Linked DNA regions of Zea mays: all the other regions are linked to region 1. A link is a contact called in public Hi-C data. All regions are on one chromosome and are shown on one strand. Each heading gives the region's core, a stretch centred on a gene start, on an enhancer-like site or on the middle of the called end of the contact. The rest is flanking DNA. Distances are from core to core; before and after follow the strand shown.

Evidence for each region. A called contact is a pair of places that touch in the nucleus more often than the background predicts.
Region 2: a Hi-C map of leaf shows a contact between it and region 1, with 4 times the contacts expected there. The contact joins the promoter of LOC103650800 here to the promoter of LOC103650799 in region 1. A contact is called at or near these places in 9 of 25 Hi-C or Micro-C datasets (ear, endosperm, leaf and 1 more).
Region 3: a contact with region 1 is called in a Hi-C map of endosperm, with 2.7 times the contacts expected there. The contact joins the enhancer-like site here to the promoter of LOC103650799 in region 1. A contact is called at or near these places in 8 of 25 Hi-C or Micro-C datasets (bundle sheath, ear, endosperm and 2 more).

Annotation. Positions count from the first base shown.
Region 1 is chr3:156,837,748-156,842,493 of Zm-B73-REFERENCE-NAM-5.0, forward strand. It overlaps LOC103650799 (homeobox protein LUMINIDEPENDENS), which reads right to left and starts at 2,511. Exons shown (of 13, transcript XM_008676368.3): 1 at 2,078-2,511; 2 at 1,368-1,395; 3 at 945-1,075; 4 at 1-306. The coding sequence starts at 2,272.
Region 2 is chr3:157,010,578-157,015,323 of Zm-B73-REFERENCE-NAM-5.0, forward strand. It overlaps LOC103650800 (mitochondrial thiamine diphosphate carrier 2-like), which reads right to left and starts at 2,119. Exons shown (of 8, transcript NM_001397176.1): 1 at 1,901-2,119. The coding sequence starts at 2,026.
Region 3 is chr3:156,986,662-156,991,407 of Zm-B73-REFERENCE-NAM-5.0, forward strand. It overlaps LOC103650800 (mitochondrial thiamine diphosphate carrier 2-like), which reads right to left. Exons shown (of 8, transcript NM_001397176.1): 7 at 3,173-3,369; 8 at 2,486-2,771. The coding sequence ends at 2,744. Among protein-coding and RNA genes, the nearest start is that of LOC103650800, 24 kb to the right of the region's middle. Within about 2 kb of position 2,555, at least 11 of the 20 cell types and tissues checked have an H3K27ac peak or open chromatin away from gene starts, as enhancers often do. A contact at or near this core is called in bundle sheath, endosperm and leaf, where this site is marked.

The DNA of each region.
Region 1 (4,746 bases), core at 1,261-3,760:
TGCTTGTTGCAAAGAGTTTTGGAAGACTTCCATGTGCTGCAAATCGCTTTGTTGGAGCTCCATTGATTGCGAAGAGATCTGAGGGACACACGTTGGTTGCAAAGAGCTCTGTAGGACCACCGGTTCTAAAGTTCTCAAAGGTTCAATAACTTCAGCTTGTGCTTCTATGTCCGGCGGTATCTGCTCAGTGTTTATGGAGTATGAATTGTCCTGCTCTTTGGGTGTCTCTATTCTCAGCGCTTTTTCTTGAGACAGACGAACAAATTTTCTCACTCGCGATCGTTGAACTGTAAAGAATTCCCTAACCTAAATTTTTTTAATGTACAGGTTATTACATGAAAAATGAACACAAAAGAAAAATGAAAAAAACAACAATGTATAACATCAGTTTCAAGTAACATACAGTAAGAATAAAAACTTGACCCTGCCCCAACTGTTTTGCTAAGAAGACCTTCTCACACATGTCGAGAAAACACCCACACGCCTGTCCAGGCAATTTTGCTACGAACACCTCATGTGTTGTAGCCCATGTGAAAACGACCACGACCTTGTGCCGGACCTTAGACACGTGCTTTGGAGTGTGGACAGACGAGGGTGTTTTTAACCCCAATCTCAAATTCGCTCCTATGGGAAGTCGAACTCATGACCTAAGAGCTAGAGGCCCGTTCATGTAATAGACCGTAAGAATAAAGGCAATCACACAACCAGTGTGATTAATCTGAACGTAGGGGAAATGAAGAAAGAAAACTACAGTCCAGTTCAGTCGATAGACTGCATATAAAAAAATAAGCCCAGTTCGGTTGAATCCAGTTCTAAAGATTCTGTCCAGTTATTTTAATGGTATTTTTGAAATGTTATGCACAGATTTATGAGGGCACACGAAAAAAGCAAAATACATCAAATGGAAGTACAGAAAAGCATCAGATGGGAGATGTGGAGCAGACCTGTGTAACAGTGACCCCACAGAGTAAACTAATTTCTCGGGTTTCTTTTTTGCCAAGAATGTCCTTCAAGGCAAAAAGTGACTGCATGCACTTAACTGCTTTTGGATTCAACAGATCCCTTGGCCTCTTACCTGCAGAACTTTAACTAACATTAAATAGTGCTTAGAAGTTAGAACAGCATGCAATAGTTACAAAAAGATGGGATAATTGAAGAAAAATCAGATCTCATGTCACTTTAGACTCTCGAAGAATTCAAGCATAATCTCATGAAGTTTTTCAGCAATCGGGTTCAGAACAATACCCAATTGTCATATGTTAGCTATACTACATCATGGTGTTATGCCATTTTATCAATATTGTATGCCAAGACATCCACCACACATGCTGTGCCAATGCAAATTCAATCAATGTGGACAAACTGACCTATCTTGATAGACAATGCACCGGCAGCCTGCAAGAACAAACCAAATATACTACATAAGTCAACGGATGAATAGAAATAATTTAGCTGAAAATGGTGATGACGACTCATGGACAAGCAGGGTGTTCAAACACTATAGAAAGCTAATAGTACAGAAAGAGGGCGGGCAAGCAAAACATGGAAGCAGAAAAAACGTGTGCCCACAATCTTGAACCTTAATATCCAGCATCCACTCAAAAGTATATTCTTTCGATATTCATGATCCATAATACATAAACACAATAACATTGCAACGATGTATACAAAACAGCGTGCGACGTGATGAAGTTAACGATGATTTAACAATTGCAGTAAGGAAGGTTCAGAACAGCTTTTTTCAACAATGCTGCAGTAAACAAATAGATTTCTGTTAATTGTATTCCGTAGTAACACAAGCATTCATAATCTAAATATTAGAAGAACTTTCCTAATTTCAGGAATACGAATAAATTTCCAGTTCCCACCATGGAGCGCCGCAGTATGTAGGAACTATGATGAAGCACAGCCTAAAGTTAGACAGATCATATATCACCATTATTAGGAACCTGTGGTTTTACCCACGCCCAATCGCATATATATACTTCACCAGAAATTGGCCAGCTCACATCATGCAACGGGAGAAGCTCAATAGATGAATAGAACAAGGCAAGCATTGAAGACGGGAGTTGCTCACCATCTCCTGGGCGAGGGGGTTGACGCCGGTGAGGCGGCACTGAGCGACGACGAGGCGTTGGAGCTGGTCCACCTGTTCGTGCAAAATCTCCTGCTGCGCCGCCACCATCGCCGGGATCGAGCCCGCGCCGGCAACGGACCCGGAGCCCACCTCGACGAGAGCTCCTGCCGCGGGCTTGACGAGGACGAGCTCCATGGCCCCCACGGGGGGCTGGGCATCAGGTTGCCGCCTCCGCCGCTGCTCTCTTCGACGTCGTGCCTGGCTAGGGGAGTCAGCACGGCGGCGGGCTAGGGTTTGGAGCTGGGCCGATAGGAGGCGGAACGAGATGAGGAGGCGAGGGAGACGAGATGGAAAGAGTCGAGGTGGGAGACAAGGACAGGGTTTTTTTTTCCTCTTTCGCTTCCGTAATTAGTTAGCGGATTGTTAATTAACATAACAGTGCTCAGGGGTCATCGCCTGTTACTGAGGCAGTGGGCGCCACGATGTTAGTACTATCCTTTTTAGTTTCTATAAATTAATTTTTTTTAGTTGCTTTATTTTATTTTATTTTAATGCTTAAATTGTTTAATAAGAAAACTAAAAATTTATTTAATTTTTTGTATTTAGCAATTTAATTATTAATGAATAAAATATAGGAACTAAAAATAAGTCCTAGAAAACAAACATCTTTAAGCCTAGTTTGGGTACTCTAGTAATGAGAGAGATTATAGTAGGTTAGGATATATTATGGGAGTTTTTTGATCTATTGGGGATTTAAACGCTCTTCAATCTCTCTGAAAAGGAAATAGGGTTAACATTTTCCTACGATTATTTTTGGTGGTTAAATGTCCAACACAAATATATGAACTAACTAGTTTGCTCTAGAACTCATGTATTACAGGTGCATAAGGTTCAACACAAACCAATAAAAGATTCAAGTTAGGGACTAAATTGAAATGGAGCAAAGAACCTGAGTGTGCAGTGGACTGGCGCACCGGACTGTCCGGTGTGCCACCGGACAGTGTCCTGTTCACCATGCCCATACAACTCCGAAGCAGCCACTCTCAGAAAATCAACGGCGCCCTCCGCTATAATTTATCGGACTGTCCGGTGTGCCAACAGAGCAATGACTACCTCGCGCCAACGATCGACTCTGACAGCAGGGACAGCGCAGCGCAGAAGTCAAAGCGCACCGGACTGTCCGATGTCGCAAGAGGACAAAGCTCCAACGGTCGCCCGAGCTCCGAACCCTAACGGTTGGGTGACGTGGCAGCGCACCGGACACTGAACAGTGTCTGTCCGGTGGCGCACCCGAACAGCTACCTTGGTGGTTGGGGGCTATAAATACCCCCCAACCACCACAACATCAAGCATCCAAGCATTCCAAACATTGCATTCAATACAAGAGCAAAAGACTCCACTCCAAGACACATCAAATAGATTGGATCCTCTCCAAGCCACTAAATCAACTCAATTCCATTAGGGACTTGAGAGAGGGTTTTCTTGTGTTCTTTGTTGCTCTTGTTGCTTGGCTTGGCCTTTTTCTTTTCCATTCTTATTCTCAAGTGCTTTGTAAGCGAGGCAAGAGACACCAAGTGTGTGGTGGTCCTTGCGGGGTCTTAGTGACCCGTGAGATTAAGGAAGAAGGCTCACTCGGTCTAAGTGACCGTTTGAGAGAGGGAAAGGGTTGAAATAGACCCAGCCTTTGTGGTCTCCTCAACGAGGACTAGGTTCTTTGGAACCGAACCTCGGTAAAACAAATCATCGTGTTCATTCGCTTGATTCTCATTTGACTTGTTTCCCCCCTCTCTCCCAGACTCGATTTCAGTTCTAACGCTAACCCCGGCTTGTAATGTGTGTTTAAAGTTGTAAATTTCAGATTACGCCTATTCACACCCCCTCTAGGCGACTTTCAATTGGTACCCGAACCAGTGCTTCATTAAGAGTCTAACAAACTCGAAGTGATGTCTGGAGATCACGCCAAGAGGGAGATCGTGACCGGCGACAAGCCCGCGAGCTCAGGGAGAACCCTTTCAAGGGAGTCCGACAACAAGCATAAGGAGGAATCCTCTTCCTCCATCAAGTCGCACCGGAGAGGTGACAAGAAGAAAAAGATGAAGAAGGTGGTCTACTACGAGACCGACTCTTCGTCACCCTCCATATCAAGCTCCGACTCGTCCGTTGCTTCTAAGCGCCATGAGCGCAAGAAGTATAGTAAGATGCCCCTACGCTATCCTCGTATTTCAAAGCGCGCTCCATTACTTTCCGTTCCCTTAGGCAAACCACCATTTTTTATGGTGAAGATTATTGTATGTGGAGTGATAAAATGAGGCATCATCTAACCTCACTCCACGAAAGCATATGGGACATTGTTGAATTTGGAGTGCAGGTACCTAAGGTGGGGGACAAAGACTACGACTCGGACGAGGTCGCGCAAATTAGGCACTTTAACTCCCAAGCCACGTCTATACTCCTCGCCTCCTTGTGTCGAGAGGAGTATAAAAAGGTGCAAGGGTTAAAGAGTGCCAAAGAAATTTGGGACGTCCTCAAAACCGCGCACGAAGGGGACGAGGTGACCAATATCACCAAGCGTGAAACGATCGAGAGAGAACTCAGTCGATTCGTCCTCAACAAAGGGGAAGAGCCACAAGCCATGTACAACCGGATCAAGACGATGGTCAACCAAGTGC
Region 2 (4,746 bases), core at 869-3,368, 170 kb after region 1:
ATGATTCAAAAAGAAAATCAGCATTTGTAAGCTTATTATAATGCACTTCCAGTGAGGTTACAAAAGTCAATAGATTAAACAGTAATCCCTGTCCTTAGTTTAAAAAAAACAGCATTTTCAACCATCCAAACTCAGTATAACCCATCAACATTTCTGCCTAAATGTATGGCAATCATGTACAGTAATGCCCAGACAAGCCACCACAACAAGGACATAAGCTAAAGCAGGCAACATCATCATAAACCAATACCCATCATGCCTATAAGTTAGATTCAGTTAGCTCAGAGAGGAAACAACTCCCAAACCATGCATTTAATCAGTTAATCCATGTGCACCTCGCGACTTCAAATACTACATATATCTAATCCATTCCAAATTGATCGAACCAAGTAGCTATCCAACACTCAAACCACAGATAAACAGAGACAAGCGCAGCCACAGGGACTCACAGACCGCCAAATTCCTGCAGATACGCAATGCAGGCACAAATCAGACGAACTACACGGCTTCGGGTATCCAACCACCAAACCTAAAGCTACAGCCTCCCAGAAAGACGGCAACACCCTAAAAAATTATGTCAGTCCCAAATGATCCCAACCAAGCAATTATACCATACCTAGTTCACGAATAAACAGTGGTGGTGCCCCAGCGAGCAGCACTGCGACAGCCCAGCCGAAGAATGTACCATGGGAGGAGAGATGTTAGGGGGTGGGATGACCTGGAAGCGAAAAATGTACCTCGCTTTCGATACTATAATGTAATTTTGGTTGGAAAGCTATAGTATCAAGTAAAAAATATGATCGTGTAATTTTAGTGGGAGAGCAATAATATCGGGTAAAAATACTATCATGTAATTTTAGTGAAAAAACAATAACATCAAGTAAAAAGTATGGGTACAAAATTATCCTGTCACATAATAGTCTGATCTTACTGTCTCCTACTACTCATATATCGTGTAATTTTAGTGGGAGAGCAATAATATCGGGTAAAAATACTATCATGTAATTTTAGTGAAAAAACAATAACATCAAGTAAAAAGTATGGGTACAAAATTATCCTGTCACATAATAGTCTGATCTTACTGTCTCCTACTACTCATATAAAATAAAATAATTCTTAGTATATTTGCAGAAAACGGAAACCCTCCTATTTGTGCAAACTAAGCAAGTGAGATTAGCTGTTCACTACCTAACAAAAGGGGCCCTCAAATCCATAATTAAGCATACATCCAGATATTCTTGTCAAGGTTACACGTGATGAAAGCACGATTCCAACGGAATATTGGCATTTGGTAAGCTTATTACAATGCACTTCCAGTGAGTTTGCAAAAGTCAATCGATTAAAAAGCAATCCCCACCCTAAGTTTCAGAAAACCAACACCATTTCCACCCATCCAAACTCAGTGTAGAACTCATCAACATTTCTGACAGAATGTACGGTGACCATAGGCAACATCATTCCTAAACCAGTAGCCACCGTGCCAGCATAATCCCTAAACCAATAGCCATCATGCGTAGCAGTTAGTGCGGAGGTGAAACCGTTGCCAAACCACGCAGTTCATCTTCAAATACCACCTACACCTAATCCGTTTCAGTTTCCGAATTGATCAAACCAGATAGCTACCACACGCTCAGACAACAGGCAAACGCAGACGCACAATTACTCCAGAGATGAAATGCAGTGGCTTGCCGTATCCAAACACCGAAACTACAGCGTCCCAAGGGACACACCAGCACCCTCAAAAATTCCGCCAGGTGATCCCAGCCGAGCAATCGAGAAATCCTAGGGTACCTAGCTCGCGAACAAACGGCGGCGGTGCCCCAGCGAGCAGCACCGCGACAGCCCGGCCGGAGAATGTACTACGGGAGGAGAAGGGAGATATTAGGGGGGGCGGGAAGACCTGGAAGCGGATTTTGATGACGTCGAGGGGGGAGGTGACGGTGCGGGAGATGCCGCCGGAGATGGCACCCGCGAGCGAGTCCACCAGCGCCCTCCGCATCTGCGACGGCTCCTCCCCGGAGCCCATCGGCTGCGGCGGCGAGGCGAGAAGGGGCGAGACAGGGTCACGGGGGTGAGAAAGGAAGAGAGCGAGAGATTAGGGGGTGTGGTGGTTTGGCTTTTGGAGGAAAAAGAGGCGGTATGGCTCTTGGCTTCCGAGGCCGGGGGCTGCCGCGTCGTGGTGCCTGGCTGCCTGGTGGGCGCGGCCGGCGTGGGTCGGTGTGCGGCTCTGCGCGAAGAGGCCAGAGGCGCAGCGCAATCGCTCTACTAGCCTCCCTCGGTCCCTGCCTTTTGACGAGACGCCGGTGGAGGATGGGCACCGCCGAGTTTGCTCGATGTTGCTGCCGTTGCCACGTTGGACTGAGGAGCTGAGATTGACAATTCCAGACGGGCGGCCAGCACGCCAGATTTCTGTTCCACGTCCTGGGCTTATATTTTGGCGCCCTTAAAATCTGGTGTGCTGCGGCGTTGAACTGACGCGTCAGTTGAATCAACCAGTCAAAATTGCTCGTGCACGTGCATGGCAGAATTTACTCGTGACAGTAGAGCCTGTTTCGTGGAATAGTTTGATGAATCTAGTACGGAATATACTCCTCTCGATTTAATTTATAATTTATTTGGCTTTTTTCTACCAAAATTTGACTACTCGTTCTATTATAAAATCATAACAAATATTAAATTTGACTATAAGAATAACTTCGAAATTTTATTTTTTATCAAAAGACTAAATAAGGCAAGTTGATCAAACTTGTTAAAAATCAAACGGATTATAATTTAGTAAGGAAAGGAGTATATGATTAACAGGATGAGAAAAGGTTAGAGTCCTTTCCTCGTTAAAAAGAAAAATGGTCGCATCCTGCATGTGGGCTTCCATCGCCCGTACGCGCCTCCAAAAGCACTTATGTGGCCCCGTCCAAAAAAAGTGTACCTTGGTGCGGCACCAAAGCTAAAGAGTTGGAGTGAGCAACAGATGATTTATAACAACACTTATAAGCTACGTTGTGTTTCTGGTCGGTATAGCACTAATCAAACAAATCTCATAGCAGCGCCTGTGTCCTATCGATTTGTGTGGCCCAGCGGTTCGTGCGGCCCAATATTCCTCCATTGTCCCTCCTCTTCAACGTGTGGCACAATGGCCTCTGACCTGAGTATCCCCCTCTTCGTGACCAGCACTTCGACAGAACCGTCCACGCCCCGCCCTCCACTTCTTCCCCGTTCTCGCTACGCTCCCACCCGCTGTGTAAACAAGTCGGCAACCACTGTGAAAACATCTTAGCCCTTATTAGTGGGTTGTTACCCTACAGATAGACCGTGCGAAACCATCTAAGTCTAACATGATTGGAGCCACACACAACGCTCCCACATAAAACAACTTTGCTAGCTAAAGGAGAACGAACGACCGAGTGAGCTATAAAAAGAGGATCATGCTCCATTCCAGCGTGTACCTTTATAGTCATTTTAGCTAATATAAAGTGTAATATTTGATGCGCATTGGCATTGTAATAGTGTTGTCTTTAGTTTACAGGGTGTTAGGTTTTCCGAGCTAAAATTTGGTCCCTATCACGTCGAATGTTTGGATGATAGTTAGAAGTATTAAATTTAGTCTAGTTATAAACTAATTACATAGATGAGTATTAAATGGTAAGATAAATATATATTAAACTTAATTAGTTTATGATTCGCTCATGTGATGATACAACGAACATTTGCTATATATAAATTAAGTAGGCTTAATAAATTTATCTTGTCGTTTAGTTTTTAGTTGTGTAATCAGTTTTTAATTATACTACATTTAATACTGGCAATAGGCATCCAAACATGAACTAAATTTTAATCACTGAAACCAAACACCCATAATACAATTGTTCCTAATGCTGAGGCGTGGGTTTTATATACGAACTGTTCTTTTCAGGGATTATAAGAAATCTCTACTAACTATTAAGGGCTCACCGTAGACTGCCCCCGCTCCCACCCGACGTCCGGATTCCGCGCCGCTGCAAACCGCCCGCCCACCCACCCGACCTCCGGATTCCGCGCCGCCACAAACCGCCGGCCAACCCCGCTGGCCCGACCTCCGGATTCCTAGACGCGGCGCGATTCGCGGCAGGATTTGGATGGGGGCGACGCAATCCATTCGTCGCGGCTACCAACAATCCCGAGCCCCCCCCCCCCCCCCCCCCCGCCGCCGCAATCCCGTCCGTCGCGCCGTCACCGCCGCGTGCTTCTAGCTCAATCCCCCGCGCGCGGAAGCCTCGAGCTCAATCCCCCGCACGGCGCCCGGAGCTCAATGTTTTTTTGTTTTGTTTTGTTGGTAGCCGCGGCGCCCCTAGCATATGAGGCAAAGAAATACAGAGGGAGGAGGCGGGCAGCAGATACGCGGCGTGACAGACACCCAGGAGGGAGGGTGCTGTTTATCCATGCTGCTCCGGCTGAAGATCGTCGTCGGCATCCACTCGGTGGTGCTCCTGGTTCCTGTTCCAGGCGGCTTTGGCCATGGCGCCTGCTACGCGGCAGTAGAACCCTGCTGGCGCCGCAACCGGAGGCCACCGCTAGCGGCGGCGGGTGGCCTCGTCGCGAGGCGGCCAAGGAGCGCCACGGTGGTGATGGCGCTGAAGGAGGAGGCGGAGGGCAGCCGCGAGAGACACTTTCGCCAAGGTCCCCATAGGCCATAGGTTGCCCTGCGGGTTTTACAAAACAAGAAGAAAAAAATCACCTGCTCGACGACGGGTTTCTGTACCAATCTCAGCC
Region 3 (4,746 bases), core at 1,305-3,804, 150 kb after region 1:
TGCGAACTTCGGCTGAGCCTTGCCTTGGGGTTGTCTTCCTTACCCGAGATGGGCTCAGGCGAGGCGGAGACTGTCGTTCTGGGGAGAGGGGACCTCGGCCGGGACAAGGATTCTCCCGAGTACACACCCTGTTCGAGGGCAGGCTCGTGCGAGGCAGAGTTATGGTGACCCCTGAGAGGGGCCTCGGGCGAAGAGTGAGTTATGATCCTTCGTCCTCGGGGAATGTGTCTTGATGGCGGTGTAGGGGTTAAGCGTGTTTTAGGGGCGTAATCTAGGTGCCCCTAATTACGATACCCGACAGTACCCCCGAGCCCTCCAAGGAAGTGTTTTGACACTTGTTTGGAGGCTCTTCTATTCTCCGTGCGGATACGCTGCTTAACCTTAAGAAGTGGAAGATTTTTTTCTGATGATGTGCTCGTGTGTGCTTTTACCTTGCTCACTCGAAATTTTTCCAAATTCGGGTATCCTTGTTCCTTGGGGTACAGGTGGTAATCAAATCGACAGTCATATGGTTTTCGATATGACTGCCCCCGGGGACCATGTTAATTCCGAGCTTATCTCAGAATGCCCCAGCTATCTCTTCTCTTACTATGTCAATAGCAACCGATGGTAGTCAATTGGCCCTTTGGTTCAACATAGGTGTGGGTGTTTTGGTATTATGTCGTCTTCTTGTCCATGGGTTTGGGTTTTCTGGGCATTAATGCTTGCCCCTGGTGGCTCATATGGCTGCTCATCTCTTTTCGGTCTTGTATGGAAGGCCAAAAAGTACTCGCCCTCACGTGTCTGGGCTATCGTATTATGGTACTAGGGTTTCGTGGGGTGTAACGATAGGTTTCGCTGGGACGGGTGTAAAAATGAGGAATGATAATTAATATTACGTTTTGTATACTCCGCGTTGGACTGTCCGGTCTGATACGCGGACCGTCCGGTGATGTATTCGAACTGTCCGGCTATATGCGCGGACGATCCGAAAGAGTCTGTTAGGGTTTGCGTAAAATGCAGTGGCCCTGGCTCGGATTTCGGTAACTCAGTTCGGAAAACAGGACCAGCTGTCATTGGTCAGGATGGTTCGCACTCAGGCATGGACGGTCCGGTCGTGCGTAGATCGGTGGATTTACTCTCGATCTGCGTAGGAGGTTGTAGTTGTCCAGAATATGTGTCTATCGGTATCCCATAAAGTGGTTGGGATTGGTCAAATTTATCAAATGCACGTGCTAGCCTCATATACTCGTCTTGCATAACCCGTATTAATCGTTGCATTTGTTCTCGTTGCTCATCTACGTAAGATCTAAGGGATTGGATTTCTTTTGTTTCACTTACTTTGAGGGTAGTTGTAGTAGGTTAGAGCGAAGCTAGATTAGTCGCTCGCTGCCGGACGACTTTTTGATTTCAGTCCACCTTAAAGTTGGCCAGGAACTTCACCTGGGCATCCTTGATTAGTTGTTACTTGTGCTCCTTGAACTCTCGCTGATCCTCAGTCGAAAGAGTTTTTATAGTCGGCTCGATGATGTTGCTGGGAGAGATGTCAGAACTATCTTTTGAACCAAACATTGATGGTCGATCTGATAGATCTTCACGTGATATCCCCAGCGGAGTCGCCAAAAAGTATGTTGACACCGAGCTAGGGGCTAATCACTGCAATGTGTATCAACGACGGTGCTCTCTGAAGTACCGCAGACAGTCCGCTGCCGAGAGCCAGACGATCCACGACCTGACGCAATGGCTAGGGTTCCTATTGACAAGCCGAACGGCCCGTGCCTGGTGGCCGAAGGGTCCGCGTATGCGTAGGGGTGGCAAAATTCGCCAATAGCACCTAGATCTCGCTCCTGAGAGGAACCCTGTTGAGGAGAGATCCCAGAGTTTGTCTTGCGATCGACAGGCCACCCAAAACATCTCTCTACAACGTTGAGCCGGAGAAAGGTGGAGATTAGAGGGAGAAAACTATGTTATTATATATTCCTAGGGAAAAAGTTAAAAAACTAAAGATATATTGATTGTTGATCGATTGTTAATATTCGTACCCTTCAAATATATAAGAGAAAGGTCTAGACCCGTTTCTAAACATTCCCCAATAACTCCCGTAAGATTAGAGGGATAAACCCGCAAAAAGATAGAAATTTGACCGTCTGATCTAATTCTATAACGGACCGTCCGCACCTAAGTCTGAATCGTCCGAGCCTCAATGCCGAACCGTCCGGCCATACCAGTGCCATAAATGATGCTCAACAAAATGGTCATACTCAGTACTATAAATGGTGCTCAACAAAATGGTTGAATAAATTACGACTGCCATCAACCATGAAATTTGTTCGGCTGCCCTACAACCGTAGCTGCTGCAGTCTGTTGCAGGTGCAATCCATATAAATAAAAAAGACTGTAGAAGACGCAGCCCCAACAAGCCGCAAGGAAAACATGACTGCAGCCGAGAAAAGATTCGTAACACGATCCCAGCAAAACTGCCGGCTGCTTTTGACTTAGTCATGTATGACGCGTCGCGATCACTAAGTTAGTTGTAGTCAGCCTTGTTTTACAAGCCAACGAATGCCCTACCACCACATTAGGCAATTGGGGAAAGAATAAGAAACGACAAAACAGCTCTTTTCTATGTAAGGCTTTACATGTATCGGATCTCTAGGAATTGTATGCACTTGACGATTGACCTTCCGGTCTCCATCCTCCATGTCCACGGTGTGCAAAAAGTTCTCGTCATGGTATCTTGATAGCTCCATGATCCATCAAGACCTCACTCAACTCCAGCCTTGCTCCCTATCCTGCAAATCAGTTTCAGGTTCTATCACTGCTCCGGACATGAACGAGCATGCAGACATCAACAAAGAAAACGTAAAACTTCAGGTTTGAAGAAAAGGTAGGGCTCAGTGCATAGACATCTAGAAATGCAAATTTTCGGTGACCAACTCGATTGCCGATTTGTGTAACGCCTAATAGTTTGCCAAAAACCCATGAGAGGACCTTACAAGCATGAATTATCCAGTTGATTTTAGCAGGCTCCCAAGTCCCAAACCTCGTATGGACTGCAAGATCCAATGGAACTGCAGCCTCTTCCAGACACAAGTGTATAACAGCATGGAGAAATAATATAAACAGCAACAGAAAAAACAGGGGGATAAAGTATTACTGCATTGAAGATTTTCACATCAGTATCGACTCTAACCAGTCTGAGATGTATTCATATGCCACAAATGTCACAGCACCAGCAGGGGCCGATTTCACCAAAGAGGGGAAAAGGCCCTTATAAAGGCCTCCAAATCCCTCCTTTGCGACAATCTCCTTTAGGGCATGGTACATGCCCTTGTATGTGCTGCTCTCAATTCGAGCTCCATACCTTGGATGGCGTTTTAGCCCTTCAATCTGCATTATGACCAAGGAAACCTGATCATCCCATGGCTAGCAATCTCAAGATAAACACAGCTAGAGTATAACAAAAGGCATGGAATCCATTATAAGAAAAGGCACTAAACACAGCTAGAGTATGTGAAATCTCAAGTAATTCATTGTCAACCTAAGAGCTTGTTCGGTTAGGGGTGGATCGAAGGGGATTAAATCACTTCTTAGTCAAAATTGAATAGAAAGAGATCCAATCCCCTCAATCCCTTCCGCTTCAGGTGAAACCGAACAAGGCCTAAATGGGTATTTATGCCTAAGAGGCGCTAAGGTCAACTCATTCGTCAATGAAGTGGTATACCAATGTACCACACTGCCATACTGGCAAGTGGCAACAAGCAAATATAACGGAACGGAAAGAAATGTCCTCAGTAAGTCAACAGAAACATAATGACACAAAGCATGCCCAGTAAACAAAAGAGACTACTAATATTAACTCAAAAGGATGCAGATATTCTATACAAGTAAATTTCACATAGTGACATAAACGACTGAAGGACAAGATCATAGTTTATAACATACACACATTCACACATGCAATTAAAAAAAAGTGGTCCAACATCGTGTGTCAAGGTTGAAGTTGCAATGTTGAGCGTGGCCAAGAGAGAAGATCTAAATACCAGTGATGAGTTTGTCTAAATTGGAGGGTGCATGAAAAGTTTCTGTTTTGTTTTGGGCCAAAAAGGACTAATTAATTTAGTAAAGAAACATTACATCCCTATTTTTTTTCTCGAACGCACAGGAGAGTTGCACATCATTATATTAAGAAAAAGGGGATCCAAAATAGACCAAGAGTACAAGGCAGCTCTCCTAAGGAGGCCTAAAACACAAATACAAGAACAGTTCCATGAAACCAAGCCAACCAACTACTACACCACGCCGACTAGCACTAACTAAGTTTCAAGGCTGGGAGCTGCAATGTTAGAGTATATGGATTAGGCCCATGTGGCTAGGCCCATGAGGCCCGTGTATGAACTCTATACAGCCACCCTTCGCCGGTGCGCAGCCGGGGTTCACCTCACCGTCAGGGTTTGCCTTCGCCTCTCCGTCGCCCTGGACCTCGACGCCTGCCGCTTCGTCGTGGCCCACGCCGCCGGCTGCTCCACCGTCCGGGCCGGTTAGTTGGGACGCGGCCGCCCTGGCTGCTGCCTTCCAGACTCCCGCTCTGACTCCGTCGATGGGTCCCGAGTGGATCGCGGACACCGGTGCTACCTACCACATCACTCCCGACCATGGTATACTCACCTCTGTTCGCCCTCCTTCCTCTGTTCCTTCGTCCATCATGGTGGCGAATGGCTCGTGTCTTCCTGTCACATCTGTGGGTGCCGCCGGCACTCCCGGCTC